7 separate regions of the Mus musculus genome follow, and all the other regions are linked to region 3. Evidence: chromatin contacts called from public HiChIP or PLAC-seq, Micro-C and promoter capture Hi-C data. All regions are on one chromosome and are shown on one strand. Each heading gives the region's core, a stretch centred on a gene start, on an enhancer-like site or on the middle of the called end of the contact. The rest is flanking DNA. Distances are from core to core; before and after follow the strand shown. Region 1 overlaps Loxl1 (lysyl oxidase-like 1). Region 2 holds the start of Cox5a (cytochrome c oxidase subunit 5A). Region 3 holds the start of Sema7a (sema domain, immunoglobulin domain (Ig), and GPI membrane anchor, (semaphorin) 7A). Region 4 holds the start of Cplx3 (complexin 3). Region 5 holds the start of Scamp2 (secretory carrier membrane protein 2). Region 6 holds the start of Loxl1 (lysyl oxidase-like 1). Region 7 holds the start of Ulk3 (unc-51-like kinase 3).

Region 1 (3,479 bases), core at 51-2,550, 360 kb after region 3:
GGAGTGGAGACAGGAGAATCCGTGAAGCTTGCTAGCCAGTGGCCTAGCATAACTGAATACTTCCATACAAATGAGAGACCCTGACTCAAAAAGGTGGGTGATATCCTGGAAGATGACCTGAAAGGCTGTCCTTTGGCCCTTGCTTGTACATGAATACATATCACGCATACCTGTTCCCGCGAGTGCATGCACATGCACACACATAAATAAATAAACAAATATAAATAGATCCTAACAGACACATCCAGGAGATTCTAAGCTCTTCCTCCTTCTGGACAGAGCCTTAACTGGTGACCCAAGTGTATGCCATGTCTGTGTGACTGAAAGCCAGGTCTGAGCATCTTGGGCTAAGTCTTCATGTTCCTGGTCCCTTGTGCCCTGCTCCACTACAGACTGGGTGCGAGCTCCAAGGACTTTTCTCCCATAAGACGTCTCTCTTTCCCACTCCTCCCAAGCTGTTTGTATAACCATAGCTCTAGAGCTCACTAAGCTTCCTAGGCCCAAGTCAAGTCCCTTTATGAAGTCTGCCATGATTGCTGTACTTAGCACCTGTTTGCCTGTGAGCTCTTGAAATACTACCAATGGCTCATCCTCATGTCACATGTCCCCTGGCTGGTGCGGGTGTGATTAGACCACCTCTCCCTGATGGCATGGCTTCAAGACCAGCAATGTGCACTTTGTCTTCTGGAAACTTGTGACTTTAAATTACCAGAAGAAAGAGAAAAGAGGAATATCTTTTTTGAGAGAAGGACATACACACACACACACACACACACACACACACACACACACACACACCAGGAAGCCTGGCTGCCAGCTCTCCTTTTTGCAGCTGACCGCTGACAGCTGTCCTGGCTGGCCTCATTTGGGGATGGGTTGTAAGGCCAGAGGCTAGAGGTGGCCCATTGTGGGGATTAGTTCTCTCCGAGAATATGTCTGGCCAGCAGGAGGCTCAGACGCAAGGCCCTGGCCCTGTCTGGGGGAGGTTTGGAATCTGTCTGTGTCTGGGTTGAAACAAAACATCCTCCCTGCCTATTTGGTGAAATCCTGCCCTGCTGTTCGTCTCAGAACATCGTGGGAAAGCGACCGGATCTAGCTTCTAGGCCTAGCTTGGCCACAGGCTCATGGCAAGACTTGAAGCAAATCCCCTCCCTTCTCTGGGTTCGGTCTGCAGTGTGGGACCTGGCCTAGGGCTCCAGCCCACACTTGAACTGATTGCAGAGAAGCCTCCCACTGCAGGGCCCCAGCTCTGCCGGCTTCTCTGACTTGGTCATCCCATCCCAGCCTTCCAGGAGGCCACATCCCTGCAGGCCCCTCCTTCTTTGACCTCACTCAGCCCCACCCCCACCCCTAGCCTCAGAGTTGTGCATCCTGGCTCTTTGTCTCCTCCTTCTGCCTGCTTAGTTCCATCATCTGAGCCTGGAATGAGGGGACACTCAATCCAGCTTGATGAAGAAGTCGCCCAGGGCACAGGGCAGGCTGCCTTCTCTTCACCCAGTTGGGAGCTCAGGGCTGGGCACTTAAGATAGTCCAAGAAGATGTAGTGAGAATTTAGCTTTGACAAAAATGATTCAGACCCAAGCAGGCCGCCATGGAGACTGTACCCTTATCACTGGAAGAATGTCAGCCAAAGTGGTGTGTTCTCCTCCTCAGGACAAGGGACACAAGACAAGGCCTGAATGGCCAGGTCAACTGAGTGGCTGTCCATGGGCGGGATAGGGATACTTTGCCCAATTGTGATGATCTAAGGAACTTTCACCAGAGTGTAAATCAGCTGCTCTACCCATCCCTCCGACCAGTCTCATCTTAAAAACAGATGCCGTTAGGAAAGAAGCATTCCATTGAGTTCCATGCTGATGAAAGTCCTTTATCTTACCACGGAGAGATAAGAGCTTATGGTCAACTACTCTGAGGGGCACGGGGCTAAAGGTCTATAAATGAGTAAATGTTGACATTCCAAATGGTTTCCTAGAGAGTAAAAGCTGAGAGAGTTCTCACGTTAAAAAATTAATTTTAAAAAAAGTGTTTTTAAAGTGAACAATTAAAGAGGGGGAAAAATGCTTTGGGCATCGATGCCCAGAAGAGTAGCAGATCAATGTCCCCTTTAACCCGGTCTTTCAGCACAGGGAGAGCGCCCCCAGAGCACAGAAGCTGAGCTCTGCAGGGCCAGGGCAATGCTCTCCTCCTCTCTGCAGAACAGAACAGTACAGGGCTGAGGCCCCCTTGTCACCCATGCCCAGCCATTCCCTGCTATGATCAGACAGGCTGCCAGGACCACACCCGTCCCTGTCCACGCCCTACAGTTCTGTGCCCACTAGGACTTCCCCAACACCCACACTGACCACTGGAAATACAGACAGGATCAACTTTAGTTCCTTTCATCATGCCTTAGTCTCCTAATAGGGCAGCCCATTCTGCCTGGGCTGGTGTTAAGACTGACGTCACAGTGTAGCAAAGGGCCTCGTAGATAAAATGTGTAGGTTGATGTGATCCATCCCTTTCTTTTTCCTCACTCCTTGAGCCAGGCAAGATGGAGGGCGGGGCTCTGAGAGGCTCAGATACTTTGCCAGACTCTGGGTGATTCCCACGGACTATGCCAAGGCACTCTGCTCCATGCTTCACCCAAGCCTCTTACCTGGCCAGGCACTTCTCCTCTGCTGCGCATCGCAAGGAGTACAGATGGGCTCTCTGCACGTATGTGGATGCCTGCACGTAGTTAGGGTCCGGGACTAAGTCAGGGAGGCCTGGAGAGAGTGGGAGAGGAAGAACACAGCACCAAAAGGTCAGGCTGATTACCGATGGCTCCAACGACCTCCTCCACCAAACTGTTGGCCATTCTTCCTGGTCAGAGGGTCCTGGGCTCAAGGAGGTTAGTAGCAATTCACTGCCTCTACAGCTTGGTGGTGTGGGAGCCATTGAGACAGCCTAGAAGATTTGGAATGAGAACAAGACCCAGGAGCTGGAGGGAAAAGGTGTCTGGAGGGTGGAATGGCATGCCACAAGTAAAGGCTTAGGAACAGGACCAGGGAGACCAAGGGATTTCCTGACTTCCTGACAGAGCCACTCCCTCTGTCCTTGCTCCCCAGGCTTGCACACTGGCCAAGTCGCCCCCCCCTCACCTCTATAGCGAGCCGTCTTCAAAGACCACCAAGACAGCCTGGGCTTATGGCCCAGGGTGGGCCCCAAAATGTTCATAGGCAGAGCTAGGTGGGTGTTAACTGGTAGGAGGGGTGGGCAGGAAGAAAACACTGCCTGAGCCAGCAGAATTCAAAGCCTGGTGTCAACTGAGCTGCTCGGAGTATGTTCTTCTTGGCACCTGCTGCCACTTCTGGCTGTCAGACTTCAGACCAGCCCATAGCTATCCCCTGTGGGCAACCTTTGGTGCCCAACATAAGGGAGGGCCTGGCTCCCACCCCTGCAGAGCCCAGGAGGCTTTTAAAGACTGTTCCAGCCTTTGGAGCACTTGTTCTCTAGGCTAT
Region 2 (3,441 bases), core at 577-3,076, 420 kb before region 3:
CTATCCCCAAAGTCCCCTATACCCTCCCCCCGCCCTGCTCCCCAACCCACCTACTCCCTCTTCTTGGCCCTGGCGTTCCCCTGTACTGGGGCATATGATCTTCGCAAGACCAAGGGCCTCTCCTCCCATTGATGGCCGACAAGGCCATCTTCTGCTACATATGCAGCTAGAGACATAGCTCTGAGGGTACTGGTTAGTTCATATTGTTGTTCCACATATAGGGTTGCAGACCCCTTTAGCTCCTTGGGTACTTTCTCAAGCTCCTTCATTAGGGACCCTGTATTCCATCCAATAGATGACTATGAGCATCCACTTCTGTATCTGCCAGGCACTGGCATAGCCTGGCCCTTTTGTAAAAAACAAACAAGCAACAACAAACCCACTTTCTTCCTTAAATTGTTTCTGTCACATATTTTGTTGTATCAATTTAAAAAGTAACTAAGAGCTGGTGAGCCAGCTCCTTTAATCCCAGCATTCAGGAGGCAGAAGCAGACAGGCCTCTGTGAGTTCAAGGCCTGGCAGGGCTACTATGAAACCTTAGTGTTCTATTGCTGTGAAGAGACCACAGCAACTCTTATAAAAGTAAGCATTTAACTGGGGCTGGCTTACAGTTTTAGAGATCAGTGTCCATTATCATCCAGGCAGAAAGCACGGCAGGAATGGTACTGGAGAAGTAGCTGAGAGTTCTACATTTGAAGGTAGCAGGAAGAGAGAGACTCTGAACCTTGCATGGGCTTTTGAAACCCCAAAGCCCACCCCCAATGACACACTTCTTCCAACAAGGCCACACCTTCTAATCCCTCTCAAATAGTGCCACTCTCTGATGACCAAGCATTCAAATATATGAGACTATGGGAGCCATTCTTATTCAATAACTACCACACCTTATAACCAAAAATAAAATTAAGATAACTAACATATGTCCCATAATTGGCTCAGAGAAGTCAAGATTAGGAAAGCCAATTCATGGATTCATACTCGTTTAATCAAGGTACATTTTTTTCATTTTTCGTTTACTTATTCATCCGTGCCTTCATTTCATTTGTAAAGTTTATTTACATGTATGTGTGTGAGTATATAGCACAGCACAATGTGGGTACTTGTGATGTCCAGAAGAGGGTGTCAGATTCCCTTGGAGCGGGAGTTACAGACAGTTGGGAGCCACCTGATGTGAAGTAAACGTGAGTCCTCTGAGAGCGCAGAAAGTTAATAAACTATTAACTACTGAGCCACAGAAAGCACTTTATCCACTAAACCGTCTATCTTCCTAGACCCTAAACAACGTAATTTTTGAGTCGGTTTCCTAATGGGTAAAAGTAAATAATTGGGCTTTAGTGGGTGGGGGAGGATCATGTGACCCAGGCTGTCCTTGAATCCCCTTTCCCCCTGCCTCCAAAATGTTGATTATTGTCTTGAGTCACTACTCCCAGTATGATTTTTTTTTTTTCTGAGACTCAGGTTGCATAAGAGAGCCTGAAATTCCTAATACTTAGCCTGTAGAGGGCTAGAATTATAGCATACACCAACGCGCGGGGGCAAAGCGGTTATTCTTATTATAGTTTGCCGTTATTATCGCTACAATTCCAAATTGTGATAGTCTCCTCTGTTGGCGATTCCAAATCCACATTGTCCATTGCTCACCCTGCCTTTCCTCCCACGCAGGAATGTTCACTACGGTCACCCGGGTCATCGGACCAGCTTTGGCGCGGCGCCGACGTGGTTTGTCCTCCACGGCCGCCGTAGCCGCCGGCGACCGCATGGCGCCCCACCCGCTTCCGTAGGCGCGAGCTCCGCAGTGGGCCGGCCTTATGCTCCGCCCAGCGTGCGTCGCTGCGTGAGTCCGGCCCCCGCGAACTGCTGTACCGCCCGCGAGCTCACACCGGCTTCTCGTCAGCCTCAGCCAGTGCGCTGTGGTCGCCGTCATGCTCGCCGCTGCCCTCCGTCGCTGTACCGCAGCCGCGGCTGCCCGAGGCCTCCTGCACCCCGCCTCGGCTCCCAGCCCCGCCGCCGGTAAGGTCCGCGCCCGCCACAGCCCTCGCTCGCGTGTCCTTGCTGTGACCTGGGCTCCCGCCGCCACTCGAGGGCAGGCTCCCTGGCGGCCTAGCCTTTGCCCTGCGAGCCGGCATTGGAGCCCGGTGACCGCAGTGCGTCCGCGGCCGTCTGGAGTCGTGTAGGAGACTCCTCCGGGCCTCCCTCCCCGCCACTTCCTGATGCCGAACCCGCGGCCAGTCAGGTGTGTGGACTTGCCGGGGTCGCCGAGGACGAGCTCAGCACTTCCTTTCAGTCTCTGGGCCGTGACCGTTCCCTGCGCTGACCCCGCAGCCACCTGACCGGGAGTGGCCCCCGCCGGCCTGCGGCATCTTGGCGAAGGTGACATTGAGCCTCCGGGCGCGCCGCCCGCCTCTGCGTTTCCTAGAACACAATTTGATTCCCCAGTGGGACACAATACCCTTTTAGCCCTGATCAGGCAATTCTCTGCTGGCATTTTTGTGTCACCTTCATAACTGGGTACGGCCACGTTTGAGGACTGTTGAGCCACATTTTAGCCCTGCGTTTCAAATAGATAATTTAAAGTGTGGTTTCTTGCGGCTTGTAAGAGAGCCTGAACATTGACAAATATTAATGGAAAGAATGATAACGTTTACAAGATTGGGTACCAAATACTGAGGAATACTGGGTGTACAAACATGGGAAAGCTTCGTGGATTCCCCTCCACCCGTTTAAAATGAGAAGCTTCAGTGCTGACTTATGAAGTATTATGTTTGGTTGCTTGTTTCCCCTTCTGTGTGATCAGGAGATTTTGTGTCCCATCACTGTCCACCCCCATTGCTGAGGGGGAACCAAGGGCCCTGCATTGCTAGATAATTGCTCTGCCACTTGGTGTGTTCTCAGACCCTCTCCACTTAGCACGGTACATCTATCTTACTTTTGGTTTTGTTTGGTTGTGGTATGTGTCAGCTGTGTAGCCTGGCTGTCCTGGAACTCTTTGTAAACCAGGCCGGCATCGGCCTAAAATAAATAGGAGTATTTTATTTTAGAAACAGGGCCTCTATAGCCCAGACTAGACTAGAACTCAGAATGGTACTAAAAGGGCTATCGAGGAACTTATTGCATTCCTCTTGCCTCCTAAGTGCAGGGATTAACCTTGGGAGCCACCACACCCGGCACAGGCATTATACTTTAATCACAGTAGTTGTGTGCTTGGATCCTGGTCTGAGATACATTAGTGTTTTATGAGATTTAGTTCATGTGTGTAGATATAAAAATAACTTAGCCAGGTACGTTGGGACCAACACTCACAGGGAGGTTTAAAAAAGAAAAAGAAAAAGGTGGATCTCTTTGTGTTCCAGTCTAGCCATGGCCTCACACACAAAGAAGGGCCTCAGACACTCCAAAATTGTTTCCTTGATTACTGGAACCTAAAGAATTTTTTTTTGGCTT
Region 3 (3,860 bases), core at 419-2,918:
GATGCACTTGAATGCTTGGTTCTTAAAGGCAGGGATGGGTGGTTTCTTAACTTGCCCCAATCATTTATAGAAATGAAGATACTGGAGGGCATAACTGCCCAGAATATGAGTCACTGGGCTAGAAAGCAAGTATCATTCTTAGAAGCTACTTTGGCCTGGTCAGTTTGCCAACTTTAGGGCCACAGGATTCAGTGCAGGCCTGGGAAGGAGTTCTTGGGCTGTCAATAGGCTTTTCTTTCTGGGGTTGTGATCTTAGGCATCATGAAGCTAGTGACTCCGTGCACAGCCCTGTAGTGTCTCTAGACCCCTCCCCACAGAGAGATCTGGAGGAATTCACCTTAGTGGCTAGGGTACTTTGGGGCTTTTAGGAATGGAGAAAACAACTAGAAGCAGACTGTACAATTGGCAGAGCTAAGATTCGCTGTATCAAAACCTCCCTGCCCGTGGAGCAGTGAAGAGGCTGGCTCTGAGGTCAGGGCATCCTGCCCAGGGTCTGCCTGTGTCTACAGCATGCTCAGTATGTCTGGGTCTGTGGGTTTTGAAGGTCAAGTCTTTGTTTACTTCTGTTCCCTCTTCCTTGCCCTGTCTCTTCTTGGTGCAGTACATCTTAGACTACATATACAGTAAGCAATAGATTGGGACAAGCTGACCTGGATGGATTTCCCAGTCATAGCTTCTTTGGGTACAAGCAGAGGTAGGGAATCTGTCCATCTCTGGCCCAAGGAACATGGGAGACCCTTTTACGAAGAGCAGACAAAGTGGCTCTGAAAACATAAGCCAATGACAGAGTTTCCTGGGTTGTTCAGGTGACTGCAGAGGGGCCTGGACCCTCTGATGGAACTACCACCGCGTCACCAGGTTGCCCTTGGTATGTAGCTGAGCCTTAGGCAGAGAAAGATTCCCTTCGATTGGTCTGACCTTCCCTCTCTGATTATGAGTCTTGTGCCCCTCACTTTTTTCTTGGGGAAGGGGCCTTCCTAATTATATCCCCCTCAGTGCACATGGAAATGAGTTTGGATTTTCTGAGCATACACCAGCTGGCTGGGGGGAGGCAGCCCAGAAGGCTGCTGGCTGGGGAAGGGAGGAGAAAGGAGAGGGAGAGGAGGGAGCCAGGCCAAGATGAAAAATTCCCAGTGTTCTCTCAGGCAGAGCAATCGTGGGGCGTTGTGGGCACCCCACACATCTTAGACCTCCCCTCTCTCCTCCACAGAGGAAAGCATCCTGCTCCGGCTGATAGGATCAGCAGAGAGCTGCGTCCCACTCCCGCAAGCCCATTCTATGAGAATGGTTCTCTGACTACAAACCACTTAGCTGACAGCAAGGGGGGTTGTCCGGTGTTAGACTCATCCATGCGCTGAGAGATCCTTACGGATTTCCTAGGCCTTTCTTTCCACTGGGGCGAGGGAAGTGGAACTGAAGCCCAGAGGAGGGATGGGATCTGCCCCTCATGACAGATCACAAGTCTGTCTTCTTTGCAGCTGGGTTCTCCCGGTGGAGTTGCCCGCGTGCGGGTAGCGAAGGTTTTCCTGGCAGCGGTCACCGCACAAGCAAGGGGCCACCGGCAAAGCTAGAAAAGGCTGCGAGGGGCGGGGGGGAGGGGCGGGGTGGGGTCAGGCGCTTGACTCCGCCTCCTGGCGCTAGGTTCTGCCTGCGGCCGGGCGCTGTCTCAGTCTCGGCTGCTTGCCGCTGTCGCTCCGGGGCTGCGGGATGACGCCTCCTCCTCCCGGACGTGCCGCCCCCAGCGCACCGCGCGCCCGCGTCCTCAGCCTGCCGGCTCGGTTCGGGCTCCCGCTGCGGCTGCGGCTTCTGCTGGTGTTCTGGGTGGCCGCCGCCTCCGCCCAAGGCCACTCGAGGAGCGGACCCCGCATCTCCGCCGTCTGGAAAGGTAGGCGGCGCCGCGCGGCCGGCGGGGCGCGGGATCGGACGCCTTGCGGGGCGGGTGCAGAGTGTGCGGCACCCGGAGAGAGTGCGTGTGCGCAGCTCTGCGGGTCTCAGGCTGGCCCCGAAGGGAGCGTGTGGGTCCGGGTGAGTGTTTGTGAGTGTGCGTACTGTCACGCCGGAGCGGGCTGGAGCGCTGCAGCGTGCGAGCGAGTGGCTGGGGCCCGGGCCCAGCTAAGTGGCGCTCCAAGTCCAACGGCAGCTCTGAGCCGGAGCCGCAGCGCCCGAGCGCGGGGGGAGGCTGCGGGCCCCTGTCTCACCGAGGCTCTTTGGCTTTCCGCCACGGGGTCTACTATACAGAACCCTTCTTTCCCCTGGCCAGCTTCATCACCCCGACCTCCTCCTTGCAAGCTGCGAGCTCTGCTGGCACGCGGGGCTCGGGCTCGGCTGGTGAAGGGGGCGCGGACCCATTGCCGCCGCCGCTGCGCTCGGGCTGCGGGAACAAAGACCCCGCCGCCTGCCCCCGCCCCCGCCCCGGCCCGGAGCGCGGGCCAGGCAAGGGGGTGGGCACCCTGCGGCGAACCGGGACAAGGTGCGGTGCAGGGGCTCCGAGCACCTGGGCGCTGTCTCCGTAATGCTAGGACCAGCCGCTCCCCCCTTGCCCGCACGTGGCAGTTGTCACCAGAAATCGGCACTAGCACGGGGAGGGGGGACAGTGCCCATTGGGTGGGGCGAGGCCATTGGGACCCCCAAGCGGCGTATCTGGGGAGGAGTGTGCATCCTTAGGACTGTAGTGAATATGAGAACCTGAGGGACTGGAGTCTTTCCTTCGGGCATCGCAGTTCAGAACCACGGACGGTGGGACAGAAAGCTGGCTAGGTTGGGGTTGGAGGCTTTCTGCCACTAGGGACTGAGCTCCCTCCCTGCATTGCACACAAATGCCTCCCCGCCCCCAGACAAACTCAGCTCTGTACCCAAATTTGGCATCTCTGCAGCCCCTCCCCTAGTGGTGATGGGGGACTCACACCGGGGGCTGGGGGTACTTGTCCTGTCTGTCCCTACTGTCCCTTTGATGCCTTGGCAGTTTGCAGGGATTGCGGAAGTCTGAGCATTATCTGGGGCAGGTATTCTTAGCAGAGGGGGGGAAACCCACATAAAATGAGTGGCCCGAACTGCCGCAGCAGCTGAGAGAATGTGACTTGCCCAAGGTCACTGGGCAGTGTGGGCACTCACTGTGCCGGAGGGGTCTCTGATCTGACTCTGGATCTGTCCTGGGCCAGGTTAGGGAGAGGAGAAGGATTTAGATGGTTCTCCAAACCATAAACGTGGTACTCTCGTCTCCAACTCCGCCATCCAGCCAGAGGTGTAACTGGTGGAAGAGGAGCAGTTTATCTGGACCTCTGAACATCCAGTTCATGGTGGATACTTGCACCCTCCACAGTCGCACCACTTCAGCCTCTTTCTCTGTCCCTGCCAGCATGTTAACTTCCTCCGTCCCCTTGTGTCTTAGACACATGCATATGAGTATGCCAGAGGAGACAAACGGTTATGTCTGAGTGTTCTGGAATCTCCCTCTGTATCAAACCCCTTTCATTTGATTGTGCTTGTCCCCCCAATCCTTCCTTGACCTCCCGCCACATACTTAATGCACACCCACTTGTTAGCACTTAATGCATGTCTCTCCATCCCTGGCACTTAGTCTTCCCTTACCCTCAGACTATTTAAAGCTGCTCTCAGCCCTCTTACCCACTTTCAGGCTCCCAGCCCATCTCTATGTGCTGCTTCCCTAGCTTGCACTTCACTGAGTGACCACACTGGTAATGCACTATTGACCCCCTCTGGCTGGGATCCACCAGACACTCACCAATCTTGTCCAAGGACAGTCTGCAGTCTCCTTCACAAGTGCCAGGTGCCCCACTGGCCAGACAGGCCCTGCCATTCACCTGTCCCCAAGCCCCTAGGGCCACCAGCTGGTGATGGTG
Region 4 (3,736 bases), core at 1,119-3,618, 330 kb before region 3:
CCTGATTCCACATAGCTGATCTCTGTATTGAAGTAGGAAGCCAAGGCCTGGCCTATGGCACCCTACTCCTCAGAGTAGCCCAGCTCTGGGCACACAAAGGTTACTCTGGTAAGTGGCTTGTCCCATGTAGGTGTAGCATGCTTGTGTGTCAGTCTAGTGCTGCAGCATCTTGGGAAGCACGGGGCAGGAGCTTCCTGAGACAAAGACAGGCATAAGGGGTAGTTGGCTCCTTATGGGCAGACCCATGTAACCTGAAGAGTAGCTTGAGCACTGGAGTAAGCAAGGGCACAGTAGTCACAGGCTTGAGTGCTCCCACCCACTGGTTAAGTCCTTTAGTCTCCCTGAGCTCAGTTTCACAAGCAGTGTCTAGCAGCTCTCTTGAGAGAGTCAGGGGAGAACATGGCTGAGTACCTAGTGCATAGGAGGGAGGAGTCATGGCCTCTCCTCCGACCAGCTCTCCAAATGTAATCAGCAGCCCCGTTAGAGTTCACTCCCTTATAGAGTCTGCTTCCACACTCCTCTGCGTCTCCATGGGCCAGGCTTGACCCAGCTCAGAGAGGTGGAAGTGAAGGAAAAAAGGACTGTTCCCAGAAACACAAACTTGTAAACTTCCAAAGGCCTGGGGTTTGTCTCAGCTCTTGTGAGCATGTTGGTGAATGAATGAATGAATGAATGAATGAATGAAGAAAAGAAATCAAGCACCTTGTGTGATTCTTACGGGCTGAGAGTTGAGGGGTCCTGAGGGAGTCTGAGCTCCCGGTGCTCAGGATCCCAGTAATACCTCACAGGTTAGGCCCTGGATACCTTGGGCAGACGGTATTTGTCTCTGAAGTGACTTCGCAGTGTGGCCCGCTCTGCCTTCCTCTGTGTGAACTGTGCATCTCGCTCCATCCTGTGTGAGAAGAGGATACCAGTTGTGATGTCATCTCAGGGGTTGAGAGAAGGTGTGGGGCCTGCAGAGGAGGGGCTAATATGGTCTGGAAGGAGGCAGTATGGACCTTCCAAACCCCTAGCTGGCCTGTGCCTAGTTAATCCCCTCAGACTAGCAGGCTTAGCTTTTGCCACAACCCACCACCGTGTCCATCCTCTGTGTTCTCCACTCCTGCCAATAGAGAGAGCTGAGTGGGAGGGAGTCTTGTTCTGTCTGAGTCTCTCTCTGAAGATCCTTCGCAATCTCTGACTCAAGTCTCTCTTTGCTTCTCTGACAGGCTGTGTGGAAGGGGCGGTGGGGTTATGTGTGCAGGGGTGTGTGTGGGACAGTCTGGACTTGATCCTAACCTGCTATTTTTGGTATGCCACATTCCTTCCACTTCTGTAAAGTGAGAAAACTTGCAACTCATAAAACAACCGGTACTAAGTTGAGTGACAATAGCTGACATGTCATGAAGATTTGCCACGTGCCAGGCGCTATACTAAAGGGTTAACATGCATTAAGTCATTCAGTCCTCACAGACGTATAGAGCACGTATTGTGATTACCACTTCCAATTTTCCAGAAGGAGAAAGGAAATCACAGAAATGTTAAATGACTTTTCTAAAGTTACTCAGCTAATAAGCAAAGTGAGGATCAGAACCAAGCAACCTCCCCGCAATGTTCAGACCGTCGCTCTCTCTATCTCCACTCTGCCCTAGAACTCTTGCATAGAGTAGGCTCAGTATCTCTGAATACCCCCATCGTGGATCTGTCCCCATGACGCTGAGCCCTGCCAGATGAAAAGTACTTTTCTTACAGCCTCAGGCTCAGAGGAGCCCCAGTTGGAATACATGCGGTTAAGACCAGATCGGATTAAGGGATTACCTATTTCATCAGAGATGCACGTGCACCCTCCCCCACCGCACCCCTACCCCTGCCACACTCTTCACCCTTTCCCCAACCCCCTCTAAGCCAGAGGATGAAGCTGGAACAGGGTCCTGGATTTGAAACGGGATGGCTATAAAATCAGCTCAGAGAGCACCTCTTGCTCTCTTACTATATTTAGGAGAAGTAGAGGGGATCTCTGAGAGGTGGGTGTAGCAGCGTGAGGGTATTTGAGTGAGGGTCACATGAGCGAAGAAGAAATTCCACTTACTTCTCCTCCACCAGTTGCTTCTGATACTCCTCGTACTCTTCTCGGCTCATGCCCTGTGCTTCGGCTGCAGACTTGTCTCCGTCCCCCTTGTCCTCGCCGCCCCCCAGGCTCCCTGTGAGGTTCTTCAGTTGGCCACCCACCATGGACTTCACCATGAACGCCATGGTCTTTTCTGACCACCGCACCAGGCGCCTGGTTCGTCAGCGCCTACTTCAGCACTAAGTCCCGGGGACAGCTCCGGTTGCGAGCTCGCGCCCCACGCTTTGAGCACTGGTCCCTACCTTCCCAAAACCCTCCTCACAGAGGGGGGAGGGTGCGGGGGGGCATGCACGGGGCTGAGAAGCCTGAACCACGTGCCTGCTCCTCACTCCCGCCTTTCCCACGTGCCTTCTTTAGCGCCAGCAAAGCACTGCTGGCTACTGCTGACAGCTGATTAGGGCTTGTGGTGGCGGGGTCCCTGCCCTGGGAGAAGGGGCTGCGCTGAAGTGTGCCTTGGTTCCTGCTTCCTACCCTCCAATGACCTCTTCTCCTGGGTCATCGAGAACCAGGACTTCATCTTGGAGTGCCCGGTAGCAGCAAGGGGCAAACACCCCCACCCTTATGTACCATTCCATCCTCCTCCTCCCCCCACCTCCACTCTACTGACCCTAGCATCTACCTCAAAGTGCTCAAGGCCAGGAAGTGGGGGAGACCTCAGAAGCGCAAGCAGGAATCCCAGTTATATGGTTCGGTGAGTTTGTGCTCAGTTCCTTTGTCACGTGTCTGCCCTGCTGTCCCTAGAGCCTCAGGGAAGGGGAGTATTGTTTGAGGGCACTGAAAAGATGAGCCAGAAGGAAACACAGGGACTTGTCCTTGTCCTTGGTGAGTTTAGGGACAGAATTTTGCACAGTTATCTCCCTTTGCTTCAGTAGTTCAGAGGGAAAGGGTGTGGGGGTATCTGGCTCTTGGCCTCCTTGCCTGCTTGCCTGTTTGCTTTCCTGATGCCCACACAGAGAAGGTAGAAGCTATCAGAGGCTATGTGAGGCTGGGAGATAAATGAGGCTATCAAAACAGCAAGAGGAAAATCACCTTTAATATGATGGACTTGCCAAAAACTGAGATGTGGGCACTGGCTAAATCCTCTATCCCCCATTTTTTTTCCCCAGTAAGACATGGCTTTGAGCTGGGTCAGGCTTGCATGCTGGGGGAGATGGGCTGTCTCCTCAGAACCCCTATCGTCCTGGTGATGGGTAATGCAGGCTCTAGAGAAAGGCTTCCTGTGGACAGGTACTCCTGAAGCCTCTTGTCCAGCTCCTGCCTGCTGTGAGAGAGAAAAGGTTACTTGAGTCTCCCTTCTGAGACCAAGTATTCACACTTGTCTCACAAGACTCAGTGTATGACAGGCTGCCACATTCTGGGACCTTCTGTGTCTCCCTTGATGTCCCATGAAGTCCCCATTTCACCCCGGCATTTGAAGTCTACCTGGGTGGTTTAGTGCCAGAGTTGCACTTCTAGGTATAGGTTTTCTTCTTTGGTTTTTGTTTTTGACAAGATCTCATTGTGTAGCCAGCCCAGGTTGGTCCAGATTTCGGCATCCCTCTACCTCAGCCTTCCAAGAGTTGAGATTAGAGACATTTATTTCTAATCCAGAGCATCGAGATTCCTTGCCCAATCTTGCAAATTGGCCCT
Region 5 (3,524 bases), core at 970-3,469, 380 kb before region 3:
GCAGTCTCCATATTGGTTATTACCAAGTTTCATTGCTTCTTCACCAACTCAGCATGCTGCTGAGCCTTGGCACTGTAGATGGGGAAGTGAGAGAACCACACTCTACAGACCAGTCTCCTCTCAGGATACAGACAGCTAAGCGTTCTGCCCTTGGACGGTATCTGGAGGGCTCAGGGACAGAGGACAACACGCATTTGAGTCCCTTTTTCATTCTCTCAACTTTAGGATGTTTTCTGGTGGTCCTGAGCCCAGCATAAATGAATAACTAGAACATACATGGGGAGAAGGGTAAGGGAAATTGTTCAGTGGCAACGTGTTTTACTTCCCAAGGCTGCTCACCTGTGTGGTGTATCTTACTTAGCTGAAGGGCAGAACCAGTCTCTGACAGAAGTCTCTGATTTGAGGGTCAGGGTCCTGAGGGAGAGTCTCCAGCTGCAGGGCAGATGAAGACGAATTCTCTCCAGATGTGGAGAGCAGAGTCTGGCTCTTGGTCTCCACTCACATTCTGTCCATTGAGTGTCATGGAGTTCTAGGACTGCGTCTAGTTATCTTGAGTGGGTGATATCGCACTGGGTTCTGGTTATTGAGTGGATATCTGCTTTGGGTGTATTGGGATTCCTGGCTAAGCAATTTTTACATGTCAAAAAGGCTTTTTTTTTGTCTTTACTATTCTCATTGTACATTGGTACTAGTTAGAAGAGACAGCATGTACAAAGGCCATGAGACAAGAGAGAATAGGGAAGTTCCAGGAACTGAAAAGCCACTAAAGAGTAGAATGAAGAAGTGTAGGCAAAAGAAGGGGTGAGAAGAGATGGGGACTACACATTCAAAAAGACTCTGAGGGCAAACTAAACAAGTGGACTTCACACAGCAGAATGGTTTAGGGGTGAGGGTGCTTGCTGCTGTGCCTGGTGACCTGAGTTCAGTCCCTGAAAATCACATAAATGTGGGAGGAGAGAACCAACTCCACATTAGCCCCTAACACATGCGCTCCCATCCACCCCTCATGTGCACACAGCATCACTACTACCACTACAAGAATGACTACTACTACCACCATGACTATTAAAAAAAAAAAAAAAAAAAAAAAAAGCTTAAACGAGATCACTGGGTAGTTCTGAAGTGGACCTGTCAGATTACTGTTGATAAACTCCCCAGGATGTAGAAAGATGATGTCTTCATTGTAAATAGTTTTGTTTGAGATTCTTAGGAAATATCTTGGAAAAGGACATGAACATTCAAGCTTTAAGCCTGATTCATTTTACTCTAACATAAAATATACACATAGTAAAGGAATATTAACTTTATGTCAACAGCCTTTAACAGTAAATGGTAATTATGCTGGAATTTTTTTTTTCTTAGCTGGTGAGAAGAGTATCAATCAGACTCTAGGATGAGAGATTCCTCAAACCTACAAACAATAAAAAGGCAACAAAACCAAGAAAAGCAAACCAACCTGCCAAAAACCCTGGAAAAACAATAACCAAACAACCAAAAGCAAACAAAACAAAACAAACAAACAACCCCCCAAATAAAAACAAAACAAACAAACCAAAACCACAAAAATCAAAAAACCCATCTGGTTGCAACACAAGAATAGACCAATCAGTAGCGCTGTTCTATTCCAGGGTAAGAAACGATTCAAGCTAGATTTCACAGCGGCCCGAAAGACATGGATAAATAAGTTTGTGAGTTTGTGAGTGAATTAACTACCACCTCTAGGATATCTATGAAATCACAGGAGGGTGGAGCCTAAAAGAAATCCTGCTTATCTAGGGCAGGGGTTGATGCAAGGTCTTCCAGCTTTATCCTGGAGCACAGTTGTTCAGATAACTCCTGTTTGACATGTCTCCCCTGTCCTTTTGGTCCGGGACTTGCTCGAACGCCTCAATTTTGCCCTCTAGGAATGAATGCATGATCCTTTCCTGCCAGTCCTTTATTTGGAAGCTCAAAATAAATACACATAGGAAGGAAGACATCAGAAGAGATTCTGCACCGGAGGACTAAGTGGATAGAAGGTTTGGGTATGTAGCTCAAGGCTACACCTATGTCTATTATTCGTGAGACCCTGGATTCTATCCTCAGCATCTCTGGAGATAAAAAGAAAGTGGATGGAGACAGAATGAATAACCTTCGCTTTCTAATAGGCTGGGCAGGGGCGGAACGGACCTTTGTGACGTCCAGGGCCACGCCCCCACAGAGGGCGCTACGCCTGCGCCAGAACGGCTGCCTTGCTCCCGGAAGTGGAGGGTTTACACTGTGTGCCGCTGGGTCTGAGTGACCAAAGGCAGTAGCGCTCGCGGAGATCACCCGCTGGCCCTCGATCACCATGTCGGCCTTCGACACTAACCCCTTCGCGGACCCAGTGGACGTAAACCCCTTCCAGGTAGAACCCCCAATTCTCAGATTTCTTTAGGGAAAAGGGCTGCGGCCTGGGCCTCTTTCGCCAGAGCCGGGGACGTGGCGTAGGAGGGACGGATCACCTGTCCAATGGGAGAGCGGTATCTGAAGGCTGGCCTATCATAGTTTGTATGGAGGCGGGACTTTGCAACAGGTGGAACTGCGGCAAGGGGGCGGGGCGCTGTAAAGAAGTGGGCACTTAGAGCACCCCGGGTTGTAGCCCATCCGACCGGCCTCTGCTGGAGAAAAGGGCCAAGCACGCGCTTATCCTGGGGAGGTGTCTTAGAGTCAGAAAGGGAAGCAAAATGTTGCTGTGCCATTTCTACAGTCTTGGGGGATCTACCTGTATTGAGTCATCCTAGGAGAAAGGCTCATTGAAACATAATGAGGAAGTAGAAGTCTGTTGGGGTGGAGAAATGTGGAGATAACCCAACACCTAACAGCAACAGCAGTAGCGAAGCAAGCATCTAAAGTACAGGAGAGTCCCTAGTGTTTATCAAGAAGGCTGAGAGAGGGTAGGAAGAGAGGCCAAGCCAGAAAATTACTTATTGGCCAAGCACTTTGTTTGGATTGAGTTTGGGCCACACACTTTGAGGAGAGGGAGGTGAAGGAGCTTGGAGCCCAAGGTACACGGGTCTGACAAATCTGCATGGGTGGTTACCGGCCTGACCTTTGGAACTTTGAAAGAATACAACAGTCTTCGGACCTAAGCCAAAACCTTCGCGTGGAGAACGCAGAGATGCCCAGTTGTCTATGTTGAAGAACTGGAACTCCTTTTAGTGCCAAGGCGCGTTCTACTTCTCCTTTCATGTCTGCCCGAAACCAGTTTGAGGGACGCATGCTTGTGATGACTGGGGATTTATGAGCGCAGCTGTTCCTCCGGTGTTAGTATGTCACCAAGCTCTTGAATTCGTCTTGCTGGTGCTTTATTTTGGTCCTCTACAGCTTCAGCATTTCCTGAAGGTGTTGGAGAAGTCCACTGAGCTTTTCCAGGGTGGGTCCTTCCAAGGGTGGGAGCAAAGCAAAGGCGCCTTGAACTAGATGGTTATACACTCAGGGAGTAGAGTATGACCATCTTCTCTTTTGAAGTTTTGCAGTAATGGGATTGAACCAGAGCTTTGTTC
Region 6 (3,849 bases), core at 835-3,334, 370 kb after region 3:
ACAGGGTTTCTCTGTATAGCCCTGGCTGTCCTGGAACTCAGTTTGTAGATCAGGCTGGCCTCGAACTCAGAAATCCACCTGCCTCTGCCTCCCGAGTGCTGGGATTAAAGGCGTGCGCCACCACGCCCGGCTCTAGAAGCATTCTTAAGGCCTCTTGACCCTGAAGGTCCAAGACTCCCATGATCCTTTGCCTCACTTTGTGCACAGGCATAGGGGAAATTTCTAAAAGTGTTAAGAGATTCCCTGGGAGAGGGAGAAGCAAGGGAGCAAGACTTTCCCCACTCGTCCCTAGATGACCCCAGCTAGATCTGCAAAGTACTTAAAACTTGGCTAGTCCTTCCACTATTCTCCCCAAGCCAGAGTCAAAACACAGGCCTACCAGATAGGCCTTTGACCCAGATGGATAATAGTTGGATTCAGGAGGAGAGGCACGCAGGGGCTGCATGGTCCTTGTTAAGCCACCACTGGAAGGCCTTTGATAAGAAACAAACAGGGTCCGCACCAGCAATTCACCAGTGGCCAAAATGTCGAGCCAAGGCGCTCGTGGATTGTACTCACCGCGACCATTCTGGTTGGGTCGGTACACACTACCCACGCTGAGACGGCCCTGCTGGGCGCCGTTCCGCTCCCCACCCTGGGAGGGCGCATCAGAGCTTCGCACGGGCAAGTAAGGTGGCTCCAGCACGCGGAATGGGGGCTGTGGCTCCACCGCACGCGGAGGGACGTAGGCCTCCGGTGGCACATTGGCTGCATAGGGCGGGTACCAGCCGAGGCGAGGATCGCCAGCGCCACCGTAGGTGCCACCGGCCCCCGCGGGGGCCTGCGACACGTCGGTGCTGGGATCAGGGTAGGCCTGCTCGAATCCCGGGGTGCCTTCATTGTACAGGCTGTGCGAGTAACGACGGTCAAGGCCGTCGGAAGGTTGGGGCTGAGGCTGCGGCTGGGGCTGGGGCTGGGGTTGGGGCTGGGGCACATAGGGCCTCTCTGGGGCTGGGTAAAAGCCCTGGGCCGGGTACTCGGGCTGCTCCTCGCCTCCTCCACCTCCGTAGTCCTCGTAACGCGCCCGGGGCTGGAAGGGATAGATGACCCCAGCCGAGGCTACAGCCGCTGCCCCCGCGCCCATGCCGCCGCCCGCACCACGGTAGTACACGTAGCCCTGTTCGTAGGTCCGTGACGCGGGATCGTAGTTCTCATACTGGTTTACGAAGGGCGCCTGCGGATAGGGGAACTGCTGCGGGTAGGAGGATGGCTGGCGATAGGTGGTGGCGAAGGCCGAGGCCGAAACCGAGGAGGAGGCGGAGCCCCCGTGCCGTTGCTGGGAGACGGAGGTGCGGGCCCGAGCCATGCCGGTACTGTCCCCGACGGCCACCTCTCTCCAGTTGTCGGGCACCTGGCCGAAGCCGAACGGGTGCCGCGTTTGGCCGCGCACAGTGTCCGAACCCACGCGTCCGGGCAGGGGCAGGGACGGCGCCTGCCGACGCCGGGGTCCCCCCTGACTGCGCCGCTGCGACGTTTGGGGCGCGCCTGCCAGTAGAACCCTGGAGCTAGTCTCCCCTCGTTGGGGCCCCGCGGGCACGTACTCAGAGCCCGAGTTGAGCAAGCTGTACACCTGCCCGTTGTTCTCCCACTGGATCAGCTGCCGCCAGCGTCCTGGGTCCGAGCCCTGTCCTGGCTGCGCTTGCTGCCCGTGCACCAGGACGCACAGGCAGGCACTCCACACCAGGGTCCTCAGCTGGCTGCCGGCTCCGGCCAGAGCCATAGTGGCCCTTCTGCAGAGGCCGGGTGGGCAGAGAGTGGGCCTCGGTGCGTGCTTCTCTTCCCACGGCCTCGAGGACAGGATGGCTCTTCGCCTGCCCAAGCTCTAGCTTTGTCCATCCTGGCCTTGTCCCGAGCGGGACGGCTCCTCCGATGACAGCATTTCGAGGCCAAGGGGTCAGGGCAGGGCAGGGGCGGTGCCCAGGGCTGCACGAGGCTTTCCGTAGGGCACGGGACGGGCAGGACCTCCTGGGGCCCTTACATGGCCAGCCCCACACTGGCTGGCTGCTCGCTAGGCTGGCGCTTTCCCACTCTGAATGAATAAGCAACAGGCTGAAAGTGTCTGGAGGTTTCAGAAACCTGGTCCGCCTGCTGGGGCCTCCTCCGCGGGGCCCTACGGCCCGCCGGGTTTTAGCTATGTGGCCTGTCCCACAGATCAGTGCTCCCTTAGTCCTGTAGCTTCCAGCCAAGCCACAGACCTGCCTGGGAGGAAGGGAATGAGGTAGGGCGGAGGAGGGGGCCCCTGGGGACTCAGGCCTGGTAAGTGGGGTTTCTGGCAAACATAGCAGGATTAAGATGTGGGCACTACCCTGCTGGTTCCACTCAGTCCTGGACACAGGTTTTTTTTTTTTTTAATTCCACTTTCTTCGTTGACTTCACCTCTTCCTAGGGTTCTTGGGGTGCCTTCTCCCTTCTCCAAAGCTAGTGCTAAGAGACATCCTGGTTGGTGAGACTCCCTGGGGAGATGCCCACCTCTGGCTGGGGCCACCCTGTAATTCTGCATCCTGAAGACATTGGGCGTTTGGTCCTGAGTACAAAGACACTGAACCTTCAGCTCTTCTACCAGGTCTCAGTCTACAGGCTTGGGAACTAGGATAGGTATGTCTCTCTGCTGAAGGGGACTTGGGAGCTCAGGGCAGATGCTGACATCACGTACCCCCCACCCCCTCCAGTGGCTTCTGCCCTGTGCTTCCTGAGTTGATAGCCAGAAATAATCGGAGTCTAAACATGAATAAGAAGAACCCAGCCGGTGGCAGCCTTGGATATGAGATATGCCATTGTGAGGCAAGGGGAACCTTTAACATAAAGCAGAGAGAGGGAGGCCTTGGGAGAGCCGTGGCCTGGGAATCGCATGCTCCTTCCCAACTCTGAGTTAGTGGACACATTGATCACTGGGGGATTATTCCACAGAACTCCATCTGTTCTGGCCGATTCTCTGTTCCCTCCGGGGATGTCAGGGCTAAGAAGAAAGGTAAATTTTAACTTTTACTTGGTACCTAAGAGGTTACCCTCTAAATGCTGTTCTCCAGGCTTCCCCTAGGCTGTCTTCTGTTTGGCCTTGGGAGCTGGAGGGCAAAGATTACCCCCTGAGACTTATAAACAAGACAGGAAGGATCTGTCCTCAATGCTGGATGACTCTGTTTTGTAAACTCCTGGGCCCCGTTTAAGGAGGAAACAGCCAGAATGATGCTCTTTGGGAACCAGGACCCCTCTGCCCTCCATCCTTACCAGGAAGCATCTATCAACCCACCAAACTGTGGGTTTCAGGACTGATACTTCACATATGTGTCTTGGGACACTGGATATCTTCCCCCCCCCCCCCCCCGAGACAGGGTTTCTCTGTAGCCCTGGCTGTCCTGGAACTCACTTTGTAGACCAGGCTGGCCTTGAACTCAGAAATCCACCTGCCTCTGCCTCCCAAGTGCTAGGATTAAAGGCATGCGCCACCACACCTGGCTGACACTAGATATCTTAATCTAGCCAGAAAATTGGGGGCTTGCAATAGCACTCTTGCCCGTGATATCGTAGATCCAGTGTAATGTCTGGATTCCTACAATAGTGACTGATTAGGCTGAAGACTAGCAAGTCTTGGTTCAATTGAAGCCTGGGACCTGGAGGGTTAAGCCTTCCCTCCCTCCTGCTCCCCCCCCCCCCCAGTGTTGGCCTCAGCTGCTTAGAATCCCTGGGGTCCCGTAGGTCTTTCCAGCTAGCCAGATGGGCAGCAGAGGAGAAGTGGAAACAGGCCTTAGGGTACCTTGGGCTTGGAGGGGAAGGAAGGAAGAATTGAGGGAGGATATGGGATGGGTTTGAGGT
Region 7 (3,645 bases), core at 1,025-3,524, 350 kb before region 3:
TTTCACTCTTCCTCCTGCAGCGGGTAAGTAGGACAGAGCCAACAGCGAACCCCAGTAAAATGCCCATCTCTCCTGGGCAGGCACAAATCTAAATATGCCTTGCTCCTGAAGCTCTCAGGGGCCCAGCACCTCATCCAAGGCTATGGGTAAGCAGCCAGGCAGGGTTGACCCCTCCAGTGGCTGCCACCATACCCTGATGGCTAGGTTTGCTCTGGGCTCTTCTCACCCCAGCCTCCTTCCCTAGGTACACGCCTTCTACCGCCGAACAGGAGCCAGCTTCCAGCAGGCCCAGGAAGAGTTCTCCCAGGGTATCTTCAGCAGCAGAACCTTTCGCGGGGCTGCCTCATCTGCTGCCCGAGGAGCCTTTCAGGGGAATTAGGCTTCCCGACTCTCCTTCCCTGAGCCCTGGCCTCTCTGTCAACTGTCTTCTGAGCTGCACTTTCCTCGGGTGCCTTATGCAGTGACTACACCAGCACAGACCTGGCAGGGATTTGTCTTGTCCCTGCTCCTCCCTCAGTAGTCAGCTTTCTCCTCTACAAGAGGGAAGGAGAGGAAGGGACAAGGACTTTAAAAAAAAAAAAAACACATGGGAAAAGAAAAAATAACAAAGCTGTCTTTCCTTTTCTAATGGTGGCTTGGTCTGATTTTGTCTGGAAGCAATGGGACTGTTTTCCCTGAAAACAAATGGACTCATGTGCTTGGGATCATGGGCCAACCTGGGCTCACTGTACTGGGGATTTTCCACAGGCACCCTGTACTTCACTCCCTCCCTCTACAGGCTCCATGTGTATTGGGTCTCCACAACCTTGCCTTTCATGCTTGGGCTTCCTAAGTCCCCCAGTGGCTCTACTCTAGGTGAGCTGTGTTCTGGGTGGGAGCACAGAAGTCTCCCAAGTCCTCTTCCGGTGAGCTCCTGGTGTTCTTCACAACCGAGTCATGACCCTGTGCCTGCTACGACTCATGTGTGATAGCACCTTGTGCCCTCTGGGGGCCCTCCCTAGCCTCTCTTCAGACTTCTGAATGTACAGTAAGTGGGGTTGGTTGAGACTTGGGGGATGAGGAGGGGACGAAGACAAGTAAGTCAAGTCCTGCCCAGCCTCTACCAGTCTTGTGAGAGGGTAGATGTCTGCTTGTTTTGGCTTCTCTCCTCCCAAGGGACTCTGCCCCTCTGCCTTAGCTTGGCCCCTGCCTATCTTCAGCAATACTCACCTCTTAAAACGCTTAGGGTCTTTTGGAAGAAATCAGTCCTGAACTATGTCCTGCAGGCAGGACTGCCGAGCCTTCTTTCTGAGGGTTCTTCCCACAATGGAGTCTAGGTCCCTTTCTACTTGTCCTGGGGGCTCCACGGGTGTGTCACTGCAGTGGCACCTAAGAAGCCGCTGTGGAAACCTGGACCCTGTGTTTTGTCAGTACTGCGAGAGCTCACCAAGCTGGCCAGTCTCCTGCCCCTGGGAACTGGGGCCCTCCTGAGACTACCCTCATGCTGTCAGCCCTAGAGCCACCAAGTGGTAATGTCAGCCACCGGGGTTTTGTAAACTTCCTGGTATTATTTTCCTCCATGTACAGATGTATATGTCATGTCTCAATTTTTGTGCTTAAATAAAAAGATTTTCGGACAGCACTGGCCCTGATGTCAATGGTGGACTTGGGAGGGCTATAGCCTACTGAAGTACAGACTAAGGGCCTACTAAGATAGGTGAGGTGACAGTTAAGGTTGTTGGTGGCTGAGCTGTGCTGGACGACAGACCACTCAACTCTAGGGAAAGAGTTGAAAGGCAGAATCGAGGACCCTGGCAATGGCAACTTGGTCTCTTCCAAAGGCATTTAAATTGTTTTTCGCCAAGCATAGTGGCACATACCGTTAGTCCCAGCACTCCGAGGCCAGACTGCTCTACAAAGTAAGTTCCAGGAGAGCCAGGGCTACTCAGAGAAACCTTGTCTTCCAAAACCAAATAAACGAATGAATAAGGGCCAGAGCACGTGTGATGATCAGAGAAGAACTTGCTGGAGTCCGTTCTCCCTCGTCACCCTGTGGGGCCCTGGGATTTTCATATCCACTGCTTCTGGTCTTGAAGGGCAGGGAGTGAGCCAGGCTCTTCCTCCCGCCCCCTACGTAGGTGGTCTCTAGGATGCCATTCCCATGTGATCGTGTCCGCAGTCCTCGACACAACTCTACACCCACTAAAGCCTCAGTGTCTGAAACCTGCCTGGCAATCCTTGGCAGAGGGTGTCACCCAGCCCGCTGCCGGCGGGGAGGAGCCTCGGAGGGGAGGTGTCGAGCCGCGCTTCCGGCGGGCAGCGCCGGGGCCCTGCGGAGTCCCGCCTCGCCGCCCCTCGAGCGCCCCCAGCTTCTCTGCTGGCCGGAACCTGCACCCCGAACCAGGAAGCACCTGGCGGCGGGCGCGGGATGGCTGGGCCCAGCTGGGGTCTCCCTCGGCTGGACGGTTTCATCCTTACCGAGCGCCTGGGCAGTGGCACGTACGCCACGGTGTACAAGGCCTACGCCAAGGTGGGTGTGGGCGGGTCGTGCCGGAGGTGTCCCGGCGCCGGGCACCCGACTCCCGTGCCAGCCAACTCCCTGCAAGCCCGGCTGGGTCACGGGCCAAGCTGAGCAGGAAAGGCGACCGCCTTGAGAGCAGTAAGGCCACAGTGGCTGCCCAAGCTGGTAGAGGAGGCTGGAGCTAACCGCCCCTTTTAGGTTTTAAAAACAGCCACGCCAGTTTGGTCTGGAGGTGCGGGCGATGACCTAAGGGAATCTCTGTGTCAGTGGCTGAAGAACCGGCTCTGCACGGAAGTTGCCTTAGGGGCTGGGAGGAGTCTGGGGTCAGACTCCCAGGAGGCAGCACCAGTTAGAATGCAGAGTGGATAGCTCTTTAAATAGTGACATCCCCCGCCCCCTAACCCTCCCCGCCCCCCCTCTAGAAAGTGATGCGGTGGGTTAGAAGCACGGCGTTGGAGAACACTTGCTGGGGTGGGATTCCCGAATCCGGATGCCTCGTTGATTTGAGACGTGGAAGCTGGGAAACTTGGAGGTCCATGGAGAGTGGACAGACTCCAAACAGGGGAAAGTTTGCAGACTCAGAGCCCACTCCAGCCCATGGGGTCGGCCCCTTCAAAACAGACACCCCAAATTTTCTGTACCACAGAAGGATACTCGGGAAGTGGTAGCCATAAAATGCGTGGCCAAGAAGAGTCTCAACAAGGCGTCAGTGGAAAACCTCCTGACTGAGATTGAGATCCTCAAGGGCATTCGGCACCCCCATATCGTGCAGCTGAAAGACTTCCAGGTCTGAGCCCAGGAAGGGGTGCCTCCAAAGGCGGCTGGAGAAGGGACAGCGCCTAAAGCTGTCTCTCTCTCTCTCTCTCTCTCTCTCTCTCTCTCTCTCTCGCTCCCTTTTTTTGGGGGGGGTTCAAGACAGGGTTTCTCTGTATAGCCCTGGCTGTCCTGGAACTCACGCTCTCTCTCTTTACTTGCAACCACAGTGGGACAATGACAATATCTACCTCATCATGGAGTTCTGTGCAGGGGGTGACCTGTCTCGCTTCATTCATACCCGCAGGATCCTGCCTGAGAAGGTGGCCCGTGTTTTCATGCAGCAGTTGGGTAAAAAGCTTGTGACACACCCCGTGGCTTCTTCTCCCCTA

What was found. Promoter capture Hi-C pulls out the DNA fragments that hold promoters and counts their contacts. A called contact is a pair of places that touch in the nucleus more often than the background predicts. HiChIP or PLAC-seq counts read pairs in DNA pulled down with a chosen protein or histone mark. Capture Hi-C pulls out chosen DNA fragments and counts their contacts.
Region 1: a Micro-C map of embryonic stem cells shows a contact between it and region 3, with 2.1 times the contacts expected there. The contact joins the enhancer-like site here to the promoter of Sema7a in region 3. A contact is called at or near these places in 4 of 39 promoter capture datasets (hippocampal neurons, liver and pre-B cells), 1 of 484 Hi-C or Micro-C datasets (embryonic stem cells) and 1 of 115 datasets of contacts at active chromatin or transcription factors (pancreatic cancer cells).
Region 2: a contact with region 3 is called in a FOXA1 HiChIP or PLAC-seq map of pancreatic cancer cells. The contact joins the promoter of Cox5a here to the promoter of Sema7a in region 3. A contact is called at or near these places in 3 of 39 promoter capture datasets (the C10 cell line and pre-B cells) and 3 of 115 datasets of contacts at active chromatin or transcription factors (the SCID.adh cell line, extraembryonic endoderm stem cells and pancreatic cancer cells).
Region 4: a contact with region 3 is called in a promoter capture Hi-C map of embryonic stem cells, with 2.8 times the contacts expected there. The contact joins the promoter of Cplx3 here to the promoter of Sema7a in region 3. A contact is called at or near these places in 4 of 39 promoter capture datasets (the C10 cell line, embryonic stem cells, liver and 1 more), 1 of 115 datasets of contacts at active chromatin or transcription factors (pancreatic cancer cells) and 1 of 9 other capture datasets (liver).
Region 5: a contact with region 3 is called in a promoter capture Hi-C map of pancreatic islet. The contact joins the promoter of Scamp2 here to the promoter of Sema7a in region 3. A contact is called at or near these places in 1 of 39 promoter capture datasets (the C10 cell line), 2 of 115 datasets of contacts at active chromatin or transcription factors (embryonic stem cells and pancreatic cancer cells) and 2 of 9 other capture datasets (liver and pancreatic islet).
Region 6: an HNF4G HiChIP or PLAC-seq map of pancreatic cancer cells shows a contact between it and region 3. The contact joins the promoter of Loxl1 here to the promoter of Sema7a in region 3. A contact is called at or near these places in 2 of 39 promoter capture datasets (hippocampal neurons and liver) and 2 of 115 datasets of contacts at active chromatin or transcription factors (double positive thymocytes and pancreatic cancer cells).
Region 7: a Micro-C map of embryonic stem cells shows a contact between it and region 3, with 3 times the contacts expected there. The contact joins the promoter of Ulk3 here to the promoter of Sema7a in region 3. A contact is called at or near these places in 1 of 39 promoter capture datasets (the 3T3-L1 cell line), 1 of 484 Hi-C or Micro-C datasets (embryonic stem cells) and 2 of 115 datasets of contacts at active chromatin or transcription factors (the 230-238 cell line and pro-B cells).

What each region holds. Positions count from the first base shown.
Region 1 is chr9:58,294,986-58,298,464 of GRCm38.p6, forward strand. It overlaps Loxl1 (lysyl oxidase-like 1), which reads right to left. Exons shown (of 7, transcript NM_010729.3): 2 at 2,636-2,744. Among named protein-coding and RNA genes, the nearest start is that of Loxl1, 16 kb to the right of the region's middle. Within about 2 kb of position 1,301, at least 73 of the 459 cell types and tissues checked have an H3K27ac peak or open chromatin away from gene starts, as enhancers often do. A contact at or near this core is called in embryonic stem cells and pancreatic cancer cells, where this site is marked.
Region 2 is chr9:57,519,406-57,522,846 of GRCm38.p6, forward strand. It overlaps Cox5a (cytochrome c oxidase subunit 5A), which reads left to right and starts at 1,827. Exons shown (of 5, transcript NM_007747.2): 1 at 1,827-2,010. The coding sequence starts at 1,923.
Region 3 is chr9:57,938,444-57,942,303 of GRCm38.p6, forward strand. It overlaps Sema7a (sema domain, immunoglobulin domain (Ig), and GPI membrane anchor, (semaphorin) 7A), which reads left to right and starts at 1,669. Exons shown (of 14, transcript NM_011352.3): 1 at 1,669-1,885. The coding sequence starts at 1,708.
Region 4 is chr9:57,603,913-57,607,648 of GRCm38.p6, forward strand. It overlaps Cplx3 (complexin 3), which reads right to left and starts at 2,369. Exons shown (of 3, transcript NM_146223.3): 1 at 2,069-2,369; 2 at 805-892. The coding sequence starts at 2,232. It overlaps Lman1l (lectin, mannose-binding 1 like), which reads right to left. Exons shown (of 13, transcript NM_199222.3): 13 at 3,121-3,368. The coding sequence ends at 3,236. Gm32392 (a long non-coding RNA gene) reads left to right here and starts at 2,519. Exons shown (of 3, transcript XR_003948333.1): 1 at 2,519-2,798.
Region 5 is chr9:57,558,725-57,562,248 of GRCm38.p6, forward strand. Scamp2 (secretory carrier membrane protein 2) reads left to right here and starts at 2,220. Exons shown (of 9, transcript NM_022813.3): 1 at 2,220-2,386. The coding sequence starts at 2,330.
Region 6 is chr9:58,311,128-58,314,976 of GRCm38.p6, forward strand. Loxl1 (lysyl oxidase-like 1) reads right to left here and starts at 2,085. Exons shown (of 7, transcript NM_010729.3): 1 at 559-2,085. The coding sequence starts at 1,759.
Region 7 is chr9:57,587,178-57,590,822 of GRCm38.p6, forward strand. It overlaps Ulk3 (unc-51-like kinase 3), which reads left to right and starts at 2,275. Exons shown (of 16, transcript NM_027895.1): 1 at 2,275-2,509; 2 at 3,147-3,287; 3 at 3,484-3,604. The coding sequence starts at 2,408. It overlaps Scamp2 (secretory carrier membrane protein 2), which reads left to right. Exons shown (of 9, transcript NM_022813.3): 8 at 1-23; 9 at 245-1,621. The coding sequence ends at 379.